Regions from separate parts of the Mus musculus genome. Here region 1 is linked to region 2. A link is a contact called in public promoter capture Hi-C data. All regions are on one chromosome and are shown on one strand. The core of a region is the stretch at or near the end of the contact, and the rest is flanking DNA. Distances in the headings are between cores, read along the strand shown. Region 1 has its middle 8.0 kb from the start of Gm7244. Region 2 overlaps Aplp2 (amyloid beta (A4) precursor-like protein 2).

Region 1 (4,974 bases), core at 1,969-4,468, 99 kb before region 2:
TCCTCAGGTCACCGAACATTATCTTGAATCCCATTACCCATTCTATATTTAAGAATCCATACAATCCGGGAATGATTGGTGGGAACCTCTAATCCCAGCACTCAGGAGGCAGAAGCAGGTGGATTTATGTGAGTTTTAGGTCAATGTGGTGTATATAGAGAGTTTCAGACCAGCCAGAGCTCCACAGCGAGACCCTGTCTCCAAAATTAGAAGAATCCATGGACAAATGATAAACATGGAGGCATGCCAGCTCTAGTGAATACTGCACACTCACAGGTCTTAGGATGGCAGGAAAGCTACTTCATTGTCAAGCCTCCTTAGCTAGAAGCAATACCTCATTAAAGATAAAAACCTTTGTACTGGGAAGGAACCCCACATATGTAGCAAATGCAGTAATCTCCAGCCCAAAGAAAAACTTCCCTGATAATCAGCTATTACACACAGGGAGAATTTTGAATGTCATAGGCATGAAAAGGCTTTTTAGAAAGAAGCCATGAGTAGGACTAGGGATATAACTCAACAGTAGAGTGCTTGTCTAGCATGCTTCTCTCTTACTCGATCATCAGGAACACACACACATATGTACACATACATTAAACACCAGAGACTTTTTTTTTTGGCTTTTAGAGACAGGGTTTCTCTGTGTAGCCCTGGCTGTCCTGGAACTCACTCTGTAGACCAGGCTGGCCTTGAACTCAGAAATCCGCCTGCCTTTGCCTCCCAAGTGCTGGGATTAAAGGCGTGCGCCACCACTGCCACACCAGAGACTTCATAATGAAGACAAACCCTGCATGTGTAAGGAAGGCAAGAAATCACTCACTCAACGCCAAACTGGATCTCCCTTTTAAATTCATACTTGTGGTATGCTCTATAAAACTTGTCTTATTTTGTCTTGGTTTGGGTATGGTAGCTTGGGCCTATAATCCCAGCACTTGGCAAGTATAGGCAGGAACATAGTGAAGGCCTGGGCTAGCAGAAAGCCTGTCTCAAAATGAGCCAAATCAAACCAAAACATAGTAATGAGTGTGGTATGATCATGAGGAAATACTGAGGCAGTGTGACACTAAGCACTCCGTGAATGCACCAACAGGCCTGGTTTAGTTGAGTTGCTTCTTATGCATGCAAGAACCATACTAGCAACTCTAAAGTCCTGGTCTTCCGCGCCTTTAATCCCAGTCCTCCGGAGGAAAAGCCAGGTGGATCTCTGTGAGTTCCAGGAAAACCTGGTTTGTATAAGGCGTTCCAGGACAGCCAGAGCTTCATAGTGAGACCCTGTCTTGAAACGAACAAACCATACATGTAACACATACTATGAGTGTGCAAAAACCTTCTTTTAGGCACTGCTTTGAGTTTGAGTACTGAAAACAAAAGAAAAAACTGATTTTAGTGATCTAGGGACAACTCAGAATATGTACCACATTGGACACAAGTGAACATACACTCACTAAAACCTTACAAATACTTTGGAAAAGTTTCACCAGGAATTCCTATTTTATAACATAATAGAAGTCTTTCTTCCTTCTTTCCTTCCTCCCTCCCTCCCTCCCTCCGCTCCCTCCCTCTCTCCCTCCCTCCCTCCCTCCCTCCCTCCCTCCCTTCCTTCCTTCCTTCCTTCCTTCCTTCCTTCCTCCCTTCCTTTTTCCTTTGAGACATCTCAAGTAGACCAGGCTGACCTCAAAGTTGCTAAGTAGTTGAAGATGACTTTGAACTACTGATCCTCCTGCCTCCACTGTCCAATTGCTAGGATTACAGATATGAGCCACTAACCCTGATTTTTGTATGGTGCTAGGAATCGAACCAGGGTTTTATTCATGTCTAAGCTCTCTACCCCTATGTATTTTTAATAAGGAAAATTTTTTTCAGAAAATAGATACTAGAAAAGAAAAGCTTTCACAACAAACATTATTAATACTATTTGTGGGCATGGGAAAACAGAGTCTTATGAAGCCCAGACTGCCTCATACTTTAAAAATATGTTTATTTAAAATCATATATATGGTGTCCATGTAGGTGTATATGAGAGTGTAGATACTCTTAAAGTCCAAAAGAAGGAGTTCCAAAAGAGGGTGTTGGATCCCCAGGAGCTAGAGTTACAAGTGATCGTGAGCTGCCTGACCTGGGTACTGGGTATCAAACTCTGGTTCTTTCCAAGAATTCTAGATGCTCTTAACTACTGAACCATCTCTTCCTCCCCTACAGCAAAGTTGATGTAGCAAAGGATGACCTTGGACTTCTGATGTTCCTACCTCCACCTCCTGAATGCTAACATTTCAGGGACAGGCCTCCACAACTGCTTTATTAATGCTAAAAATTTAAGATTATTCCACCTAAAGGTCATAAACAAATGATGTATCTGCTGTACTACTGCTCATTATCACGGTGTTTTCCTTTTTAGGAGACTGAAGCATTCCATCTTGCTGGACACTCCTTAAGTGAGAAGATGAGTAACTCAAAATAGCTTCAGGAAGTCCCTGAAACTGACCAGATTCACTAGGCCCCTCCCTATGAGAATAAGCAATACAGACTGAGAGTCCACCTCAGATGCTGAGCTGCACAGAAGACTGAGGCAGCTGAGCAGCCAGGACTCAAGCAAGCTGAGCTTCAAAGAAGATTCTCAGAGGAGAAAACCAGCGAAGACAACTCAGACCAGATCAGCTTCCTGGAAGAGGTTTAGCCTGGAAACCTGAGGCACCTGGAAAGGACACTCTTCAACCTGTGGAGCTGCCTGATGACTGTGCAATGCGCTTCAGGTTTCCCACTGTGTGAGCTGTCACCCATGCTGGAGTGGGCTTTCGTAATATAGCTGTCTTTGAGTTATTTCTGTTCTTGTAACTAACCCCTCATCCATACTTCTGTAGGTAATCCAAATGAACTCAATTGTTCACCAAGTTGGACTTTTTTGGGGGGGTATCTCTACTTTGGACTCTTGTGGGTTCCCTGTCTAGGGTAAGTAGACATAAGAGTTACATTTCCCCTCCCCCTGCCCTGAAAATTTTGTCATACAACACATGGCTGTAGAGTTGTTGCACAATGAAAGAGACAAATCCAAAAAACATAGGATAAGAAGAGAAAAACAAGGTCTTAGGCTGAAAGGAAAAGTATCATTCTGGAGCCTTAAGACCAAGTTCTCAGCAGGGAGGAGATTTGCCCCAGGAGGACAGGGGGCAGGGGATAAAAGACAGAGACGGAGATGGGGGGGGCGGTGAGGGTGGGGAGGGGACAGGGGTGTTTGTCCCAGGAGATAAAGGACTGACTGCCAGGAGAGAAGACAGATGTGGCCCACAGGCAAATGACAGTTTATAAAGGTACAAGAGGAAAACCAGGTTAGGGTGAGGTGTTTAATTTTATTTAGGCATGTTAAATAGGGCAGCCAAAGAGGCCTTTGAATGCTGGACTTCAATACTTTGATAGCTTGACCTTGGTGGTCAGCCTCAGGAGGAGGAAATGGCCAAATAAGGAACTAGGCCCTGGTGGCTAGCTTTAGGAATGTAATCTAAGCGTTTTTTTAGCAAGGCAGAGGGAATTGGGGAGAAGGGCAAGGCCTGCCAGAGTGCTGGCAGCCACGCTCCAGCTGACCAGAGTCCCTTCACCTAGAATGCAAAAGCCACAGATTCCTGTTCTTCAGCCTTGAATCAGGAGCAATGACACAGGCTTGTAGCTCCAGCACTTTGTCAAAAAGAAAAAGAGAATGAGAGAAGGGGGGGGGTGAAGAAGGAAAGAAAGAAAGAAAGAAAGAAAGAAAGAAAGAAAGAAAGAAAGAAAGAAAGAAAGAAAGAAAGAGAGAGAGAAAGAGAGAAAGAGAGAGGGGGGGAGGAAGGAAGGAAGGAAGGAAGGAAGGAAGGAAGAAAGGTCTAAAACCAAAGAAGACAGCCTCAGAGATAAGTGTGTATCAAACCTTGCTTCATTACAGGATTCTATAGACTTCTAAGATCTGGGGTCTCCATCTTAAAGAAGTAGAAAGTGCTGGATGTAGCCAGTGGTGGAGAGCCCTCGCCTAGCACGTATAGGGTTCCAGGTACCATCTCCAAGGGCAACCCCTTCCTATGGGCCCCCTCAGAGAGAGAAAGAGAGAGAGACAGAGAGACAGACAGACAGACAGAGACAGAGAGACAGAGAGAGAGACAGAGACAGAGACAGAGAGGATATGTGGTACATACCTGTAATTTCAGGACTGGAGAGTCTGAGGCAAGAGGCCAGCCTGGGCTACGTAGTCAGACACCAGTTCTTAAAAGAACCTGTACAGAGTATGAGGACGAGACTACAGAGATAGAGCCCTGAGCCCATTCAAATCAGAAAGTCACAGAGAAGAGACCTTCATATAATTAAATTACTTAAAGGCGTACAACTCTACTATGCAGCAGCTCAACTTTATATGAATTTCATGAGAGATCTGGAGAAAGTCTGACATCTTCTTGAATTGATCACCTTGTGATCAATGTATCTCAGCCCCGTACTCTTAAGTATTAACCAGAGAAATGAAGGTCCGAGTACCTTAAAGACTCGCACATGGATGTCCACAATCCTTTTGTTTATAAGCCGCTCAAAACTTGAACACTCCATTAGCAGCTGAAGGAAAAGAAATGTCTTCTGCCTGGGCTCAATATACATATATTTTCCCCAAACAAATGAAAATTAAGAGAATTAGAGAGGGGGCACTGGAGAGATGGCTTAGCAGTTAAGAGCACTGACTACTCTTCTAGAGGACCTGGGTTCAATTCCCAGCACCCACATAGCAGCTCACAGCTGTCTGTAACTCCAAGATGTAACACCCTCCCACAGACATACATGCAGGAAAAACATCAATGCACATAAAATAAAAATATATAAATTAAAGAGAGAGAGAGAAACAGAAGATTAGAGTGATTGCAATGCATGGTGGGAGGGAAACAGGCAAATTTCCTGGCTCGAGGAGACATGTATGGGAATTCATAGCTCAGGATATTTGATAAGAAGGGCCACATAGAGAGCCAGAAC
Region 2 (5,303 bases), core at 1,422-3,921:
GGCTCTTAGCTGGAGAGCCTGGAATAGCTATGGACCAGGTTTTCTGGGATCACCTGGTGTCTCTTAAGAGGTCTGAGACCAGTGAAGGCTGAGCTTGTCATGATTCTGACCCATGCGTGAGCCATGGAAGTCTCCAGAGTGGCACACCCTTCCTTTTTAGCTTCTAGGAGTGGTTAGACCTACTGTGTGCATATTCCTAGCCCAGAGAGCGAAACCATCCATTCAGCATGAAAGCCTTTATACTTCTGATGACTGTATATAGAATAGATTTGAAAATTTTCACCAAACTTTGAGTAGACACTAGGAGAATATAATTTCCTAAGAAACAAACTGTAATTTTGTTGATCTGACAGCTAGATACTGAGATCCTTTTTAAATTACAAAGAGACAAAATATCACAAAATTATAAGCTTACTAAATAAAGGGAAGCAAGGAAAGTTGCATCTGATAATTTTGTGGAGTAGTTAGCTAATTTCTAGTTTGTTTGTTTGAATTAGTTGCATACCTATTCTTTTTTTTTTTTTTAAATTATTTATTGTATGCTTTAAGTACACTGTAGCTGTCTTCAGACACTCCAGAAGAGGGCGCCAGATCTCATTACAGATGGTTGTGAGCCACCATGTGGTTGCTGGGATTTGAACTCAAGACCTTCGGAAGAACAGTCAGTGCTCTTAACCGCTGAGCCATCTCTCCAGCCCTGCATACCTATTCTAATGGATTAAAACTATGCAAAGTAAACTTGCCTGCCCAGTCCCTTGTGCACGTAATCACTAGCCTTGGGGGCCAGAACAGCTCATGCCTAACCAGCAGTGAGGTAAGAGGCCTCTGTTTTAATGGATCTGTGCTCCGAAGGACAACTGGAAGCATCTTCGCTCAGAGTCAGGAATCAAGACCACCAAGGCATATCTTCCCATCAGTAGAAGGTGCCCTCATCAAATATAGAAATTTAGTTTAACTGCCATTAGACTTTTTACCAGACAGAGGTATCAGTCAGTCCTTCAGTGATGCTGAGCTAGCATGGTTTGCACTTTTCCACTCAGCTTATATGCAAATAGTGTGCATTTGAACTAGTTTCCTCAAACCGAGACCCAAAGATTGCCATAAGAGAGATAGGAGCCTGTTCCTTAAAAATGGGCAACACCTTTGTGGAAATGTCTCCATGAGGCCTAATTTCAATCCTGGTTTACATTACATACCATTAGGAATACACATGGTGGCCTTATTTTAGGTTTTCAGGTTTCAAGTTCTGAAGGGAAGACTGTAGAAGCAGGTTTTTTGTTTGTTTGTTTGTTTGTTTGTCCTGCAATTAATTATAGGTAAATGCCTTATGAGTCCTGAAGATGCTAGGGCTTTGGTCTGCCTATAAATTACTGTACTAGCATGGACTAATGTGTTTAGTGAATATTATGCAAAGATTGTTCACTGCAATCTAACAATGGGGCGCTCTGTACTTTTCTTGCAAAGCCCCAAGACAAGTTGATCCATCTTGTGGGTCCTGTGCTTGCCTATTTACCTGACTGCCAGAGAGAATTCCCTCTGTGACTTTATTTCAGTTCCCCCGACTCCCCTGCCAACCAATGATGTTGATGTGTATTTTGAGACCTCAGCGGATGATAATGAGCACGCCCGCTTCCAGAAGGCTAAGGAACAGCTGGAAATTCGACATCGAAACCGAATGGACAGGGTAAACATTACCATTCATACCGTTTGTATTGGTTTGGTTTGTAGTGCTAGGGAGTAGATTTAGAACCTGGCGCACACTAGGCACGTGCTCTGTAAGGCAGGGTTTATGACTGAAGAGAGGGACACTGCTGGCTAAAATGCCACATGGTTCTGGAGAGCTACCTCCTAGGTAGATGAAGCTCTTTTCTTCAGCTGCTGCCTCTCATGTGATAACCTTACTTTCAGTGGCATTGCAGATACTTCTGAACACTTTTTGGGCACTTGTTACTCTGTTTAAAGTCAGCTTTAAATTTGTATTTTCAAAAATCCATTTTTTTTATCACTGTTAAAATTGAAGACTTGGTTTATAAAACTGTAAAAGTAAATTAGATGAAGTAAAACAGTTATTAATACTTTCTAATTGCAGAGGCAAGAGTCTTAAGTCTCGGGGAAGTAAGTTTCTTTACTTGGAAGTATTCTAAAAGTAGGGAGATTTCCTAGTTCATCCTCCAGGATCATGTTTAACCTAATCCAGGCTGGCCTTGCCTGGGGCTTAGGATGTAGCTTCCTTCTAAGAGTATTTGCTTAGCATGCATAGAGCCCTGGACTGGACCCAAGCACCACATACACCAGGCTAGAGGGACACAGCTCTTATCCTGCACTATGACAGGCAGCAGGAAGATAAAGCTTGAAGGTCATCCTTGGCTACACTGCGAGCTTGAGGCTGGGTGGGCTCCATAGGACTGTCTCAGAACAGCAGTAGTAATGGGGATTGCTTGCTGGACTTGGGCTCCACCCTTATAGCTTCCACACTGGACTTATTCTTAGGGAGGTGCTCATTATTTTATTTCCACATGATTTCTGATAGAAACAGGCATTACTCTTTAGTTTTTAAGTGAAGGGAGAATAAGCATAAAGAATAACTTGCCTAAGGTATATAACAAGAGGATCCTGGTATCAAGGGGATCTGGGCATGACTGAGGCTGGCAACTTCTGAGTAACAATCTGGACTCAGGGATCAGATGATAGAGTTTCCTTTTGCACAGTTTCCGGCATGGATTCAGCACCCAGCAGTATTTTTAGAAAATGGGGAAGTTATTTCAGAGGATTATTTTCTGAAGAGTGTTTTTGATGTTGGTTCTAGGTAAAGAAGGAATGGGAAGAGGCAGAACTTCAAGCCAAGAACCTCCCCAAGACAGAAAGACAGACCCTCATCCAGGTAGGATGCTCCTTCAGGGACAAAGGGTCCGTTTTCCAGCCTGGCCTGTTGAAGATACAGAGTTGAGCTCCCTGGGACTTTGAATGTAACACCTCCTTCTAGTCAGGGACTTAAATTACAAGGAAGTTGTCTCTCTCCTCCCCTTCCCCTTCCTTTCTCCTTTCCTCCCCATTTCAATTTCACCACGAGTATTTTTTACTTGTGGTAGAAAGAAACCAAACCCTCTCCCAGAGCACACCTAACTTGTACAGGAAGTAACCTTGGCTTAGCTATTGGTTAATTCTGCTTTCTTGGCAAAAGCCCCTGTCATCTTGTTCATGGACTGTGGCTTGTTTTTCAACACTACTGGATTAAAAAGAAACTGGCAGATTGACAAAGTAAAAGGCAGAAAACAAAGATCTTTAATACAAGTTTATTCCTTGCTTTGTAAAAAAAAATGTAATCTTAAAATCATAGCAACTGATTGTACACCCTTCTGTAGAAGGGAGGGGCTAGCAATATAAATAGCAATTTATAAGACTGATTCAGGTTTAAAAATGCATCATGTTACTGCTTTAACTTATGAGTGGGGGCAGTTTTGGGAATTGAACAAATTTCTGGTCTAAGCATACGTTTTAAAGTAGGTATATATCAGGTTAGCTCTCTCTCCGAGTATCCTGGAGGACCTTGGTGTGTTTTAATTAGTCACTCAAAATCTCAGAGCTATAATTCTTTTCTTTTCTTTTTTTTTTAAAGATTTATTTTATGTATATGAGTATACTGTAGCTGTCTTCAGACACACCAGAAGAGGGCATCGGATCCCATTACAGATGGTTGTGAGCCACCATGTGGTTGCTGGGAATTCAACTCAGGACCTCTGGAAGAGCAGTCAGTGCTTTTAACCTCTGAGCCATCTCTCCAGCTGAGCTTTAATTCTTACACAACCAATTTTATCTATATGGATATTTGACTGAGCAACCTTAAGGTGCCAGTAAATGTGGCCAGGCAGCTCACAGATAATGTTCCCTTCACAGCTCTAGTAGGTGCAACTCAGTGTGAGCCAGCATGTCACTGAACTGTGTTTTGTTTTAAAACATGTGCCCTGTTGGTCACTGGCTTCGGGATTTAGAAGTTGGTATTTTTTTAGAACATGGAAATGATGATTGTAGACGTTGAAAAACCAGCTGTTGAAATTGCAAACTTAGTAATGTCAGCTATAGAAACACGAGAGTCTCTCTAACACAGAAATTTAATTTGTTTTTTTATGAATGGAGGCATCTTAATAGAAATAAGAGATTGTGTACCTAGCCCTTATGTCACTGAATCTGTTACTGTCTTACTGAAGCACAGAGGCACTAGGCAAAGAAAAGCACTGGGCTCCTAGGTGTGAGCTTACTAGACTTCCTACAGATGCCACAGATTACCTGTTGTTCTCTTTCCTCGGCTTAGCATTTCCAAGCTATGGTTAAAGCTTTAGAGAAAGAAGCAGCCAGTGAGAAGCAGCAGCTTGTGGAAACCCATCTGGCCCGAGTAGAAGCCATGCTGAATGACCGCCGACGCATAGCTCTGGAAAATTACCTGGCTGCCCTGCAGTCTGACCCACCTCGGGTGAGTTGGGGTCAGAGCAGAACCATAGACAAGTCATGTTCTTAGTGTTGCCTGCTTAAAGTGTGTACTTGGAAGGCAGAGGCAGGAGAGTCTCAAGCCTGAGGACAGCCTACTAAACAAACAGGAGTTGGGTAAATTAATTCATAGGAGAACTCTTGAGTTAAGTGGTCTCAAGCTTTTTCTACTGCTTAAATCAAAGCTGCCTTGCTTTGAGGGTCCTAGGAAGTATTGGATAGGAAGCTGGTGCAGTGACACGGCATAAAAGCACCTCTTGCACAAACCTGACAGCCAGAGTTCCAACTCCAGAACCCACATACAGTGGGAGAGCACAGAATTCCCCAGACTCCTCCATGCATGCTGTGGGCTGTCCTCCTTGACTATTGTGAATCTTCTGGTCTTGCAGCCACATCGCATTCTTCAAGCTCTTCGTCGTTACGTCCGTGCTGAGAACAAAGATCGCCTGCATACCATTCGTCATTACCAACACGTGTTGGCTGTTGACCCAGAAAAGGCCGCCCAGATGAAATCCCAGGTAAACTAGACAGATTTCCAGCGGGTGCAGAAATATGCTGCTGGCTATGCTTGATGTTAGAAGACACTTCATACATGCGTTGGACTAACCAGTTCCCAAATCAAATTTTTACGTCAGTTCACTTGATTCGGCTTATCGCCTGAATTAGTGTAATTCCCTTTTGTTGATCTTGGTTCACTGCTTGGGACACTTGCCCATTGGTTTTGAGTCCCAGGATTTGATCTCTAGAGCCACAAAACAAAACACTTTATTCCTGTTGTAGCCTTGGAAGTTTTTAGTCAGACAGACACTTTTTGCTGCCTG

What was found. Capture Hi-C pulls out chosen DNA fragments and counts their contacts.
Region 1: a contact with region 2 is called in a promoter capture Hi-C map of adipose tissue. The contact joins two enhancer-like sites. A contact is called at or near these places in 13 of 39 promoter capture datasets (the 3T3-L1 cell line, 3T3-L1-derived adipocytes, the C10 cell line and 8 more), 1 of 15 datasets of contacts at CTCF or cohesin (CD8 T cells), 19 of 484 Hi-C or Micro-C datasets (the C2C12 cell line, the G1E-ER4 cell line, the HL-1 cell line and 15 more), 13 of 115 datasets of contacts at active chromatin or transcription factors (bone marrow-derived macrophages, craniofacial prominence, embryonic forebrain and 9 more) and 4 of 9 other capture datasets (adipose tissue, liver, macrophages and 1 more).

What each region holds. Positions count from the first base shown.
Region 1 is chr9:31,260,940-31,265,913 of GRCm38.p6, reverse strand. It overlaps a transcript of Gm7244 not described here. Among named protein-coding and RNA genes, the nearest start is that of Gm7244, 8.0 kb to the left of the region's middle. Within about 2 kb of position 3,218, at least 40 of the 459 cell types and tissues checked have an H3K27ac peak or open chromatin away from gene starts, as enhancers often do. A contact at or near this core is called in adipose tissue and bone marrow-derived macrophages, where this site is marked.
Region 2 is chr9:31,160,924-31,166,226 of GRCm38.p6, reverse strand. It overlaps Aplp2 (amyloid beta (A4) precursor-like protein 2), which reads left to right. Exons shown (of 18, transcript NM_001357698.1): 8 at 1,554-1,684; 9 at 2,807-2,881; 10 at 4,310-4,468; 11 at 4,872-5,000. It also overlaps the pseudogene Gm46106. Among named protein-coding and RNA genes, the nearest start is that of St14, 32 kb to the right of the region's middle. Within about 2 kb of position 2,671, at least 32 of the 459 cell types and tissues checked have an H3K27ac peak or open chromatin away from gene starts, as enhancers often do. A contact at or near this core is called in adipose tissue and bone marrow-derived macrophages, where this site is marked.